Linked DNA regions of Columba livia: region 2 is linked to region 1. Evidence: chromatin contacts called from public Hi-C data. All regions are on one chromosome and are shown on one strand. Each heading gives the region's core, a stretch centred on a gene start, on an enhancer-like site or on the middle of the called end of the contact. The rest is flanking DNA. Distances are from core to core; before and after follow the strand shown. Region 1 overlaps FOXO1 (forkhead box O1). Region 2 holds the start of FOXO1 (forkhead box O1).

What was found. Hi-C and Micro-C count contacts between places; a contact is called where the count stands out from the background.
Region 2: a Hi-C map of crop shows a contact between it and region 1, with 1.6 times the contacts expected there. The contact joins the promoter of FOXO1 here to the enhancer-like site in region 1. A contact is called at or near these places in 2 of 2 Hi-C or Micro-C datasets (crop and liver).

What each region holds. Positions count from the first base shown.
Region 1 is chr1:29,378,447-29,384,235 of bColLiv1.pat.W.v2, forward strand. The region is part of intron 1 of FOXO1 (forkhead box O1); the gene reads right to left. Among named protein-coding and RNA genes, the nearest start is that of FOXO1, 57 kb to the right of the region's middle. Within about 2 kb of position 1,480, at least 1 of the 3 cell types and tissues checked has an H3K27ac peak away from gene starts, as active enhancers do.
Region 2 is chr1:29,436,459-29,442,181 of bColLiv1.pat.W.v2, forward strand. FOXO1 (forkhead box O1) reads right to left here and starts at 1,573. Exons shown (of 3, transcript XM_065052524.1): 1 at 710-1,573. The coding sequence starts at 1,309.

The sequences.
Region 1 (5,789 bases), core at 230-2,729:
ACAAGTTCAAAGAGTGCTGAAATAACCAGCCATAGATGCATAGACATTGGTAAGAGGGTGGGACAGTAGCACAAACTACATTAGGACCCATAGTCTGTGCTAGGACTGCAATTCACACACAAGTAGGAGGGAACCACAAAACAACATATTAAATGGGTAAACCAGAAATTAGACCTCGATGGCAGGTAAATCACTGATGCAGCAGCTGCCTTCCATTCATAGTCATTTTTAGCAGGTTGTCTAAAGAAAAATTTCAGGGAGCAAAAGTAGAAAGACTGTTTCTAGAAAGCAGTAGTAAGGCTGGTCTTGACCAGCAGGCCAGTAGGACAATTGTCTCAAAACAGTATATGGCTGCCGGATGTACAAAAGCCCCGTTCTGTCTTTATTGTTTTCCTATCTTGTTCCTCCCATCTACCTTCTTTAAGTTTTTAACCTGACCCCCAAGGACCACCACGGCACCAAACCAAGAGGACAATGGAGCTTTGCACGTTTTGTGAGGCAAACCAGAGGACGAGCAACACAGCCACTGCACTGGTCTCTGACTGCTTTTGCTGTATTTCCCAACCCTGAGTGCTGCCTGTGACACCAGAATCTCTACAAATGTCTTCCTTCACCTTCTCTACCTGTCTTCCTGCATACATCTGCTTTCTCAAAGATGCACATCTTTCCCCATTGCCTATACATCCTGCTGACAGAAGAAAAGGAGCAAAGACTATAAGGGGGCATGCCAGGTGAAAACAGTCAACTCATAGGAGCTGGCTCAAATTCCCTGCAAGGGCCACGACACATTGTGGACCACGGAAAGCCAATGGCCAAAGCAGGCCTGGCCACCTGCAGAGATGCACAGAAATACTTGGTTATTCTTGGGGTCAAAGAGGAGACCTTCAGCAGATGAGGGTATCAAGGAGATGTTAAAGTCCTGTAGTCCTTACAGACAGCAGGGTCCTGAGATTATCCCCCCAACGAGTGCAGCTTCACCCCAAACAGGGACATGTGGTGCTCTTTGACGTTAGAAGACGGCAAAACATGGCCTCATGACCGCTCACTGTTCAACCAGCATAGCACAGAGTCAAACCACGTGCCTCACCTCAGAAGCCTTTCCACCTTCTCCTTCCCCTCCAAAGAACCATTTTTAACAAATTATCCCAGTTAAAGAAATACTAGCGACAATTCGAGCATTTCTTTACTCAGTTCTGAAAGAAAGACATTCTTTCTCATATTAACTAGTTAACGTAAGAGTGTATCTCTTCACTGCAGGTAAAGCCACAATCAAAATCTCATCCTCTATCTAGCTACAGGGTGTTAGGGAAGGCCTTGAAATTTTATTTTCAGCAGGTACAGCTAACGCATTGGGAGGGTAAGCCCAAAAATCCATCTTTGGACTTGCCCGTGGACACAAGGGATAACCAAGAAGCTTCATGAGGCCAGCCTGGCACAGCCCATTGTTTTCATTCGAGCGCCACAGCTGAATCCTCAGCTGACACAACTCCAGCTCTAGAAATGTCACAAGAAAGTTGTTCTGCACGTCTGTTGATTAGAAAGCCTCCTGCACCAGTTCATTTTTTTTTTTTTACTGTATTTTGTAAACATACCCAGTTGGCTCAGGCTTACTGTTTTCTATCAAAATAGGCATATCAAACACACAAAACATCAGGCAGAGAGAATACCGTGCTAAGGCTCAGTTCCCCCTTCCTGCAACAGAAGTGTTAAATATTTAAGAAATCACTGCTATTCCTTAGTCATCAAAAATGTTATAATTTGGTATTATTGTACTGAGGCCATCTGAGGTCACTCTCTGAGTAACAGAGCTGTCTCCTAACTCTGCCAGCAATGAAAAAAAAATTTTCCTAACAGGAAAAGGTTTGCGGCCCAGAGCTTGTTACATAAATTCCTGTTTTTCACGCAGCCAGCAGGACATTAAAGAAGCTATGATTTACTAACTTGGAAAAAGTGTTGAAGAGGTAAATCTTGTGAAAATATGCACTGCTGTTAATGATGTTGTGTCTACAAATCCTTGCCAGACACAAACATGACCTGATAAAAAAGTATAGTTTCAGCAGAGGATCTTGGCAGCGCGGCTGTCAGCTGCGAGATGTCTCCAGCCATGGCTTTCGGCCGGACTTCGGAGCAAAGCCTCCCAAAACCTGGCCTGAATGACGCAAAAAGCAAGTAGCCGCGTTTTGAAGCAGGTTTCCATGCTATGGCGACGCTTGCCAGGTCACTCTGAGAGCATTCCCACTGGAGTTTTACCCAAACGTTGCCAGGTCGGCAGCAGGGCTGCTGCCACCTGTGGGGTGTTTCCTGGGATTGAGTTTCCGCCCCTGAGATAAAGTGCAGAGAAGCCTCCGCTCCTGTTTGGTCTGACTTCATGCCCTGCTTCAGCATACAGACCGGGAATTGTGGCTATGCTTGTCGCTACTCGCTGATTTAAGAGCCAAAATATGCAAAATCAGTATCTGCTAAATGCAATGTGACGAGCACATGCTAGCTAGCGAAACACGTGAAGCCAAGAAAACTATTCATTTGAACCTACATATTTATATAATTCAGCTGCATTTCCAACATTTGCTACAGCTGAACCGCACTGCTGCAAGAATGCCCTGCTTGCTGATCTTGTAAGCAACAAAAAAACTCAAACTGCTTTATACTTTTAAACAATTAAAGAAATCAATGTCTCAGTCATTTAATCCCTGTGTGCAAGTAGCTCTGCTGATATCTAATACTGTATTTAAACCCAAGCGATACACTAAAACATGCAACTTAACTTGACTAATTGATGAAAAAAATCATACCACTATTACAATTAAACTTGAAGTATTTAATTATTTTTTCAGTAAATTGTTTTCATGTTTTACAAAAAGACAAACACCCCAAAACACAGTTGCTTTGTTAAATCTGATGACATTTTAGGCCTGTTCTCACTGAAGAGAGACCATAGAGTCGTGCTCCCTCACCCCGGTCCCTGGAGCACGCAAGGGAGAGGGAAGCTGAGCAGAACTCCTGCTGCAGAGCTTCTGTTTAATCCCACTGCGAAACTTTCCAACTGGAATCTAACTGGATCTGTGGGTATCCAGGGAGCTGCAAGACTCAAACCTTGGAAAAACACCTGTGAGTGCCCATGGTGTCTCCCACCCTCATACCCTCTCACGCACCTGTTCAACAACCACAGTGCTGTGGTAGCCAGCAAAAGGGAGAGCAAGGAATGGATGCAACAGTCGATACATTTTACAAAAACAAGCAGATTTGCTCTCAAGGTGCATATGCTGGTGGTATCGCAGTAAAGCCTGCCATGGTATCTCAGAAAAGAGATTCACCAGTAACTATGGCAGAAGGAGTTTGCCTCTGGAGGTGAATGCAGCCCTAACAAAGAGGGAGGCCATTAAAGCAAGACTGCTCCCACCATACACAGATCAACATTGCTATTAAAGTTAACAGTCTAATGAGTGCCTACCAATTTTTCTTTCAGAGGACTTCTCAGCAGTCCATTGCTTCCTACACCTCATCCAGGAGGACAGTTTACACATGTTGCTAGTCATCTTGCACTACCATCAGCTGCAAATACAGATTGGGGAACAGTATTAGACTGCTGTTCTCAGATCTCTCCAAACAAAGTCTGAAACGGATTGAGAAGCTGGAGAGAAACTTTCAGGGAATATGACACTCAAGACCACTTTTGCCATGACCCTCTAAGATAACTGCAATAGGAACACGCCTGGCAAGAAAATCAGGGTCAATTACTGGTAGAAGTTCAGAGACCCACCAGGTAACATCACTGCTGAGAGGCGTCTGCCATCATCACTGGTGGCTGGCACCAGGCATGTTAGCACGTCACATTACTGACAGCTTACAGGAGGACAAAGAACTAGCATAGTCCCTCTGTGGAGAGAGCATCAAAGCAAAAGCTTTGCAGCAGAGAAGGAAAGACCCTAAGATTCCCATATGCTGTTAAAGAGGACATCAGATCTGCCTTTCAAGGTCTGTGTATGGGGACTCTACAGCGGGTCCAGATGTTCAAATCAACATTCTCTTGGAGCCTTAGTGGCAAGCACCATTCTAAAAACAAGTTATGAAAAAAAAAAAAACCTCCTAGGAAAGTAGGCAAAGGACAAGAAGTCCACCACCACACTTGTCCAGGGTTCCTTCAGCATTAGCAGCCAGATGGCAGCAGCCGGGGATAACCATGGGAAGTGGCACCACGGAGCATTTGTCCAAAGCTGAGCTAGACCACACTCAGCCAAATGAGCAGGTCTGCTGGGAAGTTACACTGCTTGTACCCACTTTGCTGTGGTTTCCAACCATCCCATCACGTTTGCAGGGGCAGGGAGAGGAGGCTAAGGAGGAAAGAAAATATTGGTAATTCCAGATGTAGCAGAATTGCCTTTGGTACAACTGGCTGATGTAAGGCAATCTTGTTTGTCTCATCTAATGACTTTGAGATACCAGTTCAGATGCAGATGCTGCACATGGAGCTTGGAGCTTGACACTTTTGGTCACCCAAAAGTGTTTGTCATCAGATAGCACACTTGTTCATGAAACAGCCTTAGCCACATCTCTCTCTCAAAAGGGTTCCTGGTACTACAATACTCACCAACACCACCACACATCTGGCTGTAGCTTCGGAGGCTTCAGATGCTAATGAAATAGCTATCTTTGTCACCCAATTGGAGCATTCATTGATTACAGCTCAGAAACCTTCTCTGTTGTCAGGTAAGAGCATGGACAAAAAGCACGTCACATAGCCTCAGGTCAAAGAGTCATATTTAGAAGATGCTGGCAATTGGCCACCTGCAGCTGCATGAAGGTGGAAGGGCAGGATTTCCTCCCAAACAGGTCATGTTTTTTTGGGTCCTTTGTTCTTGGGGGGGGCGGGGGAGTGTGTGATTTTGTTTGACTTCATTTTTGTCCTGTGCTGTTACATGGTTAAGAAGTGTCAGCTGGAAAAAATGCAGAAACACTTCAGTCTTACTAGAGGGACTTTGCACTGTTTCTCTGTGCTTTTCACTACAGATGGTGACATAGGAAGAGTCTTTCCCAGATGACCACCCATGAAACACCACCTTCAAACATGGAAATACTTTCATAGGAGGATTCATTTTGTAAGATTTCAGTAATGCATCCCTTGTTCCACGCAAGAAAGTATAATAATGGGACAGACTGTATGTTATTCCTACATGGTTGCTATACATGTCTCTCCTGCACAGAAAGGGGTCTCCTGTGACCACATGTCAATGGCATTAATCTATGTCCTGCACATTCTGCAGTTAAGTCTGTAGATTTATAGTCTCCTACACTTTCTTCTCACAGCTGTAGAAGACTAAAAAAACTTTGGACACCAAAGGGGTTTGGCCATGCTCCCGGTTGCATCCTGTTGCCACACGTGGCAGCAGGGACTGGATGGGATTTCACAACAACTGCAGCTTTCTCCTCTGGAACATGGTATGTAGTAACAGAAAACACATGCACAGCTCAATACACTGATGTTTAAAGCACTTGGACATGTCAGAACTGGCAACTCTACTGACAGGTATTTGACTAATTCCCAATTGCTATCCCCAGATACCCTCATCTTCATTTTAGGCAGACTACTTAGAAGCACTTTTCCATAATGTCAGTTTGGGCATTTCTAATGAGATTATAACACCTGCCTACTTTCCCTATCCAGGCATCTAGAAAGAATGAACATAGAAACCCCGAACAAGCTAAAGCATAATATGGCAAGCATACACACAGTGCAAACACACACCTGGATATCGTTCCACATGTGGTGACCCCAACCAAAACTCTTTATG
Region 2 (5,723 bases), core at 323-2,822, 58 kb after region 1:
CTCATTAAACACACGGTATTTTTGCAACCCTTGTCCTGCCTCCGCTCTTTCCCCATCCCTGTTTGCTTCTGTCCCCTCCTAGCCGCCCGACGGCAAACGCTGCCGCGCCGGCACGGCTGGCGGCACGGCACCCCCCCCCCGCACCGGGCCGGGCAGCCCCAGGGGACGCGGCAGTGCCTCCGCAGCGCCCGACGGCCACCCCCACGACACGGGTGTTGAACCCCAGCCCTGGCCGGTCGCCCCGGTGCAGCCGGAGGCGGCGGCGCACTCGCCAGGTTTGCCCGCGGACGGCGCCGTGACACGGCGTGAACTTTTGCTTTCGGCGGGGCAGGGCGGGGAGTGGGGGGGAGGCGGAGAGAGGCAAGCGGGGGGGGCGGCCCCAGCCCCTCCTGCGCCCCGCGGGGAGAGAGCGAAAATGCTTTTTCGCCTTCGGATTTCTCCCTTAGGAAAGCTAAGGGAAAAAAAAAAAAAAAAAAAAGTAAAAAGTAAAATTTTAAGGGTAAGAAAGAGACATTGAACCGGAGCGCTGCAAACTCCGCGGCGGGTAGCGAGAAGCCCAGGCGAGGGCGGCGTGACCCGCCGTTCGCAGCGCCGCAGCTCCCTGCCCGGGCGGCAGCGTGTGCAGCGCCGAACACGGCGCCCGCAGCTCCGCGACGGAGCTTCCCGGGACCCCCTTCCGACGGGGAATCGCCCGCCGCCCGCCCCTCACCTTCCAGCCAGCCGAGCTGTTGCTGTCGCCTTTATCCTTGAAGTAGGGGACACTCTTGACCATCCACTCATAGATCTGGGAGAGGGTGAGCCGCTTCTCGGGGGAGCTCTCGATGGCCTTGGTGATGAGGTCCGCGTAGGACAGGTTGCCCCAGGCGTTACGGCGCGATGAGCTGCTTTTGCGGGGCTGCCCGGCCACGGGGCCCGGCGACAGACCCGCCACGGGAGGCGGCACTGGCGGCACCGGCGGCGGCCCCGGCGGGTGGAGGCGGCAGCCTGCCTCGGGCGCCGAGAAGTCCCCACACCGGCAAGCGGTCGCCTCCGGGGGAACGGCGGCGGGGGGCAGCGGCGCGAAGTCCTCGCTCTCCTCTAGCAGGCTGAGGTTGCTGATGAAGTCGGCGCTGAGCCCTCCCGAGGCGGCAGCCCCGGCCGCGGCCCCGGCCGCCCCGTCGGGCTGCCCGCCGCACGACGGCGCCGGGCTGGAGGTGGCCGAGCTGGAGGGATTGAACTCCGGCCGCGGCAGGGGCCAGGTGCAGGAGCGGGGCCGCGGCAGCGGCTCGAAGTCGGGGTCGATGTCCACCAGCTGCGGTGCCTCGGCCATGGTGGGGCCGGGGCGGGAGCGCGGCGGCAGCGGCTGCAGCAGCGGGGCGGCTGGACTCAGCGCCGCCGCCCCATGCAGGCTCCGAGCGCGGACGGGCGCAACCCCGACGGCGCGGCCGCCAACTCGCCTCGCGGCTCCGGCCCAGCCGCCCAGCCCCTCTCCGGTTCCCGGCTCCCTAACCTCGGCGGCAGCAGCAACAGCAGCGACACGGCCGCCCGGCGCGCACCGACTGGAGCGACCGCCCCACGCGGGCCCGCCTCCAGCCTTCCTCCTCCTTCTCCTCCCGGGGGGGAGGGACGGCCAGCACCGCGCCAATGGCAGCGCCGCTCCGCCCGCCCGCCTCCCGCCGCGGGGCCGGTTTGGCAGGAGGGTGCCGGTCCCCCCGTGCTGTTACTGGGTGGTTTTTGTTTTCCGGCGGCGGAGGTGGGTGAGAAGCGGCGGGCAGCCCGCAGTACCCCCCCGCAGCCCCGGGCTCGGCGCCGACGAGGGGCTGCGCGGGTGGTGCCGGAGCTCACTTGCCCCGCCGGGGAGGGAGTGCCCTTCGGCCGCGGGCTGCGAAAGAAATAACAACTCTGCTCGCACGGCGAGCTGCGGAGGATCGCCACGGAAAGTGCCCCCGCAAGTGTTTCTGCCTTGGTTGCTGCCGGCAGGGTACTGCCGCTCGCACCGACGGCCGCGGTGATCGTCGCTCCTGGGGACCGACGGGGGCCCGGAGACATCCCGCGGCTGCAGCGGCGCGGCTGGGGTTGCACGGGGGTCCGGGCGGCTCCCCGCTCCCAGCAGCAGCCCAGCGGCGGTGGCTCCGTGCGGAGCGCTGCTGCCGCCCTTCCGCCCGCCCGGTGGGAGTCCGGACAGCTCCCGCGCCGGGGGACGGGACCGGGGGCTGGGACAGCTGCCCTGCCTCCCTCTCTCCTTCCCTCCCTGACCGGCTCCTCGCCAGAAAATGTCTGCGCCTCCCGAAGTGATAAACCTCCCCCTCGACTGAGCGTGTTTTCATACTGTGAGCTGGAGTTTTATGCCGTGGGCAGGCACGGGAGCACAGGATAATTTCGAGTCAACTATCAAACAGATAATTTCCCGGCAAACCCCAAAACCACACAGTTTACTAAGGCTTGTAGTCCTCTCTTCCAAAGAGGCAGCAGTTACAGGACATGCCACCTCTGCCTCCGGAGCTCATAAACATGCATAGATATATGGTCAAGGCAACACAGAAGCATTATTCTGTTTAAAATTAAAAGGAATACATTTGCTTAAGCTACGGAAACTATCCCGGGGATGAGCCACAACTCAACACCTTGCTCAAACTGTCAAACCCTACTTTTTAGAAAACCTATTTCATTTTCAATAGGAGTGCTTTTAAAAAACGTACTTCAGACATGGGTTAGTAAGTCACAAAATTCACAACCAGGCATGCCATTTGATGTTGTCTGTCAAAGAACCACTGGAGCAGGGTAACTGTCACCATTGAGATGGCAAACCCGTTACTCTTCCCTCACTCTCTGCATCAAGGCAGAGAGCGTTAATGGTATTTAAATGTGGCTTGTTGTTCCTATGAAGATATTTTCTGAAAATGAGTAACAATAATGAAGGAGAGTACAAGACTGGATTTAGGCCCACAGCATATAATTTACCGACAGATCATACATCTACATACGCATACTGTCTATTATGAAAATACTTTTAAAGATATGTGATGACACCTAACTGCATAGCTAGTGCAACATATGCATAAGTGCATAGTAACTTATCAAATTTTAAAGCATTGGTTTTGTCATGTTTATTTTCCTGAATGCCAAAGGTGTTATACCTTATTATAGGTTGGCTGCTTGTCAAATTTCAGACTTGCTTTGCCTTGAAGTCATTTCTGTGTTTTCCAAATCCTGCAAATGATTCAGCCCACAAATCTATATCGTTTAGCCCACGCGTTTTACAAAAGTGCTTTTTTTCAGTTAAAAAAAAAATAGTCCCAGTTCAACCTAATAACTTGCATGCCACGTTTCAGCTTGGAACGGTTTTATCCGGCAGCGTTACACAACTCAGCTACAGTAGTTGCCCTGCAGTAAGGGAGAGCACCCTGCCTTGGAGAAGCAGAGATTATATAATGGTGAGAAGCAGCCAGGGCTGCGTGGCGAATGAACATGCTTAAATGGGAGCCAAAACAAAAGAAGTGCCCAAGAACACTGAAACATTTTCTTTCTCTTTCCTTGGCGTCTGAATAAAAAAGAAAAAGAGGCAGACTGGCACCTATCCTGCTAATGGAAATGGATTTATTACCCAGGCTTTCTTCTAAGGATTTTTTGTTAAATCTTGCACTCCTTGCTTTTACATTTTGTCAAAAGTAGAGATGTTATTCCCTGACCTCTATTGGTATACGCAAATGTTAAAAAAAGATAGCTTTCCTTTGTCACACGCCAACTGTGAAAACTGGGAAGAAAGCTACTGTTGGGAGATTTTAGGAAGCTCTGGTGTGTTTGTAGTTCATTGCCAGCTTGTTTTGCAGGATAAGGGTTGTATTGCCCTTTCTTGGCCCTACATGGTGTTACCATTGCTCACCTCACATTCTTGGTATGGCTCTGCTTGCTTTGTGCCCCATGCCACTGATGTTCTTGCAGCTCAAACCTCTGCAGTGAATACATAGAGCAGTTTGCAGTGAGGGGTGAGCAACATGGAGGTACAGAGTGAAAAAGCCAGAGCCTTCAAAATGCTGCATTTGCTCAGCAAGCGGGGCCCCATGACTCACAACGCAACAGGTGGTGCTTAGCTCTGCTGCGGGGATTTTGACTATTGCGTGCTATCGCTGGGCCCAGGTCTGCCGAGGGCTGCAGGAAGGCTGAAGGCTGATGAGATGATGCTCTGCACTTTCCTGGGCTGAGTAATCCAGGCAGTCTGCTCCAGCTTCGGGGAACCGCCTGGGTGAGTGAATCCTTCTGTAAGGCCCCGGTCCCTGTGTACGTGATCCTCTGCTTTCCTCATAAGATTTCTTCTCTCCATCAACTGTTTGGGGATTGAATCCTTTCATCTCAACCAATTTTAGAGTCAAAGCAATAAAGTGACACACATGCCATATAGAATATGAGGGCCACATAAGCTGCGTGCTGTAACCTCAACTGCACCGCTCTTGCAGTGCACCCCCACATCAGTGACCATCCTTAGGACATACTGCCACAAACAAAACCACCCATTCAGCTGCTGAAGGGGTGTTTCTGCCTCCTAAAACAGCTCAGTGCAGCGATGGCTCAGTACAAGAAATTTTACTGCATCCACAAATGACAGCGTTAAGTTTATCTCATCTCCCACAATGCTGAAATGCTGATGGATGCACCGCAATTCATTTTCTACTCCCACAGTCCTCCTCCTACACTCCACCTTTTCATTTCTCTACTCCTACTCCTGCTCCCGTTTTCCACTCCTCTAGAACACAATATCTCCTATCATCCTTAGCATCAGCTTGTATTTTTTCAAATTAAAGACCGGAAGATCGCCTTTTATCATCACTGCAATAAAGCACAGCCTTCTATTCATATTTTGGGTTTGAGGCAGCCAAAATAAAAGATCTGTACTGTCTCTTTACTACTCTGAGGTTTTGATCAAATCCAGCAGATTACATGAAGTTGAAAGCACTCGTACTCTATGTACAGCTTTTTCTACATGTATGTGCCTGGTGACAGAGTACAAACATTTTAACAAACAAAAGGTAATGAAGAAATACCAGTGTGCATAAGAGCTGGGAGAAAGCTTATTTTCTGAGGAAGAACGGGTGAGTTCAGCACCTCCACCTTCCTCCCACATCTCTCGGAACGGACTGACTTTGGTCTTTAGTCCGCGTTTCCGAGGAGCCTGGGTATCAGAGAGGTGGCGTGGCACCTCCATCACATCTGGTAGGTCCGAGGGCCTCCCCATACAGCAGGGTTTGGACATGCCTTGGGTGGACAATGCATTCGCACTGCCCAGCTAAGTGAGTTCAAGGTGCCCGAAGCTCTCCTGACCAGTCTGAGGCTTCTTATGCAGCTGCTGGAGAAAGGCAGCACGTCTGCAGCCCATTTCAGAGCAGGAGCTTAACTTCACTGCTGTGAGTTACCTCCTGGGAGTGAACATCTCACCCCATCAACCACACAAACCACAAAGGGAATTTAAGGATCTGCTAATCCCTCACCACAATTTGGTGGTACTTATGTTCCCACCCCATCTCCTTCACCTCCTGCCTTGCACAGCAGTGTCCAGACACAGGTCCAGGGCCAGCTGGCCCAGAGAGAGGTGGATGTCACATTTAGGGTCCCTCCATGGTCAATGGAGGGAAATAGGTCCACCCACGTGTGATTTGCCACCCCAGACATTGGAGATTTCCGGCCATGGCCTTGCTCTGAGTACTTCACGCTCGTTTTCAGCTAGCTGCCTTCAGGCCAGTGAATCCCAC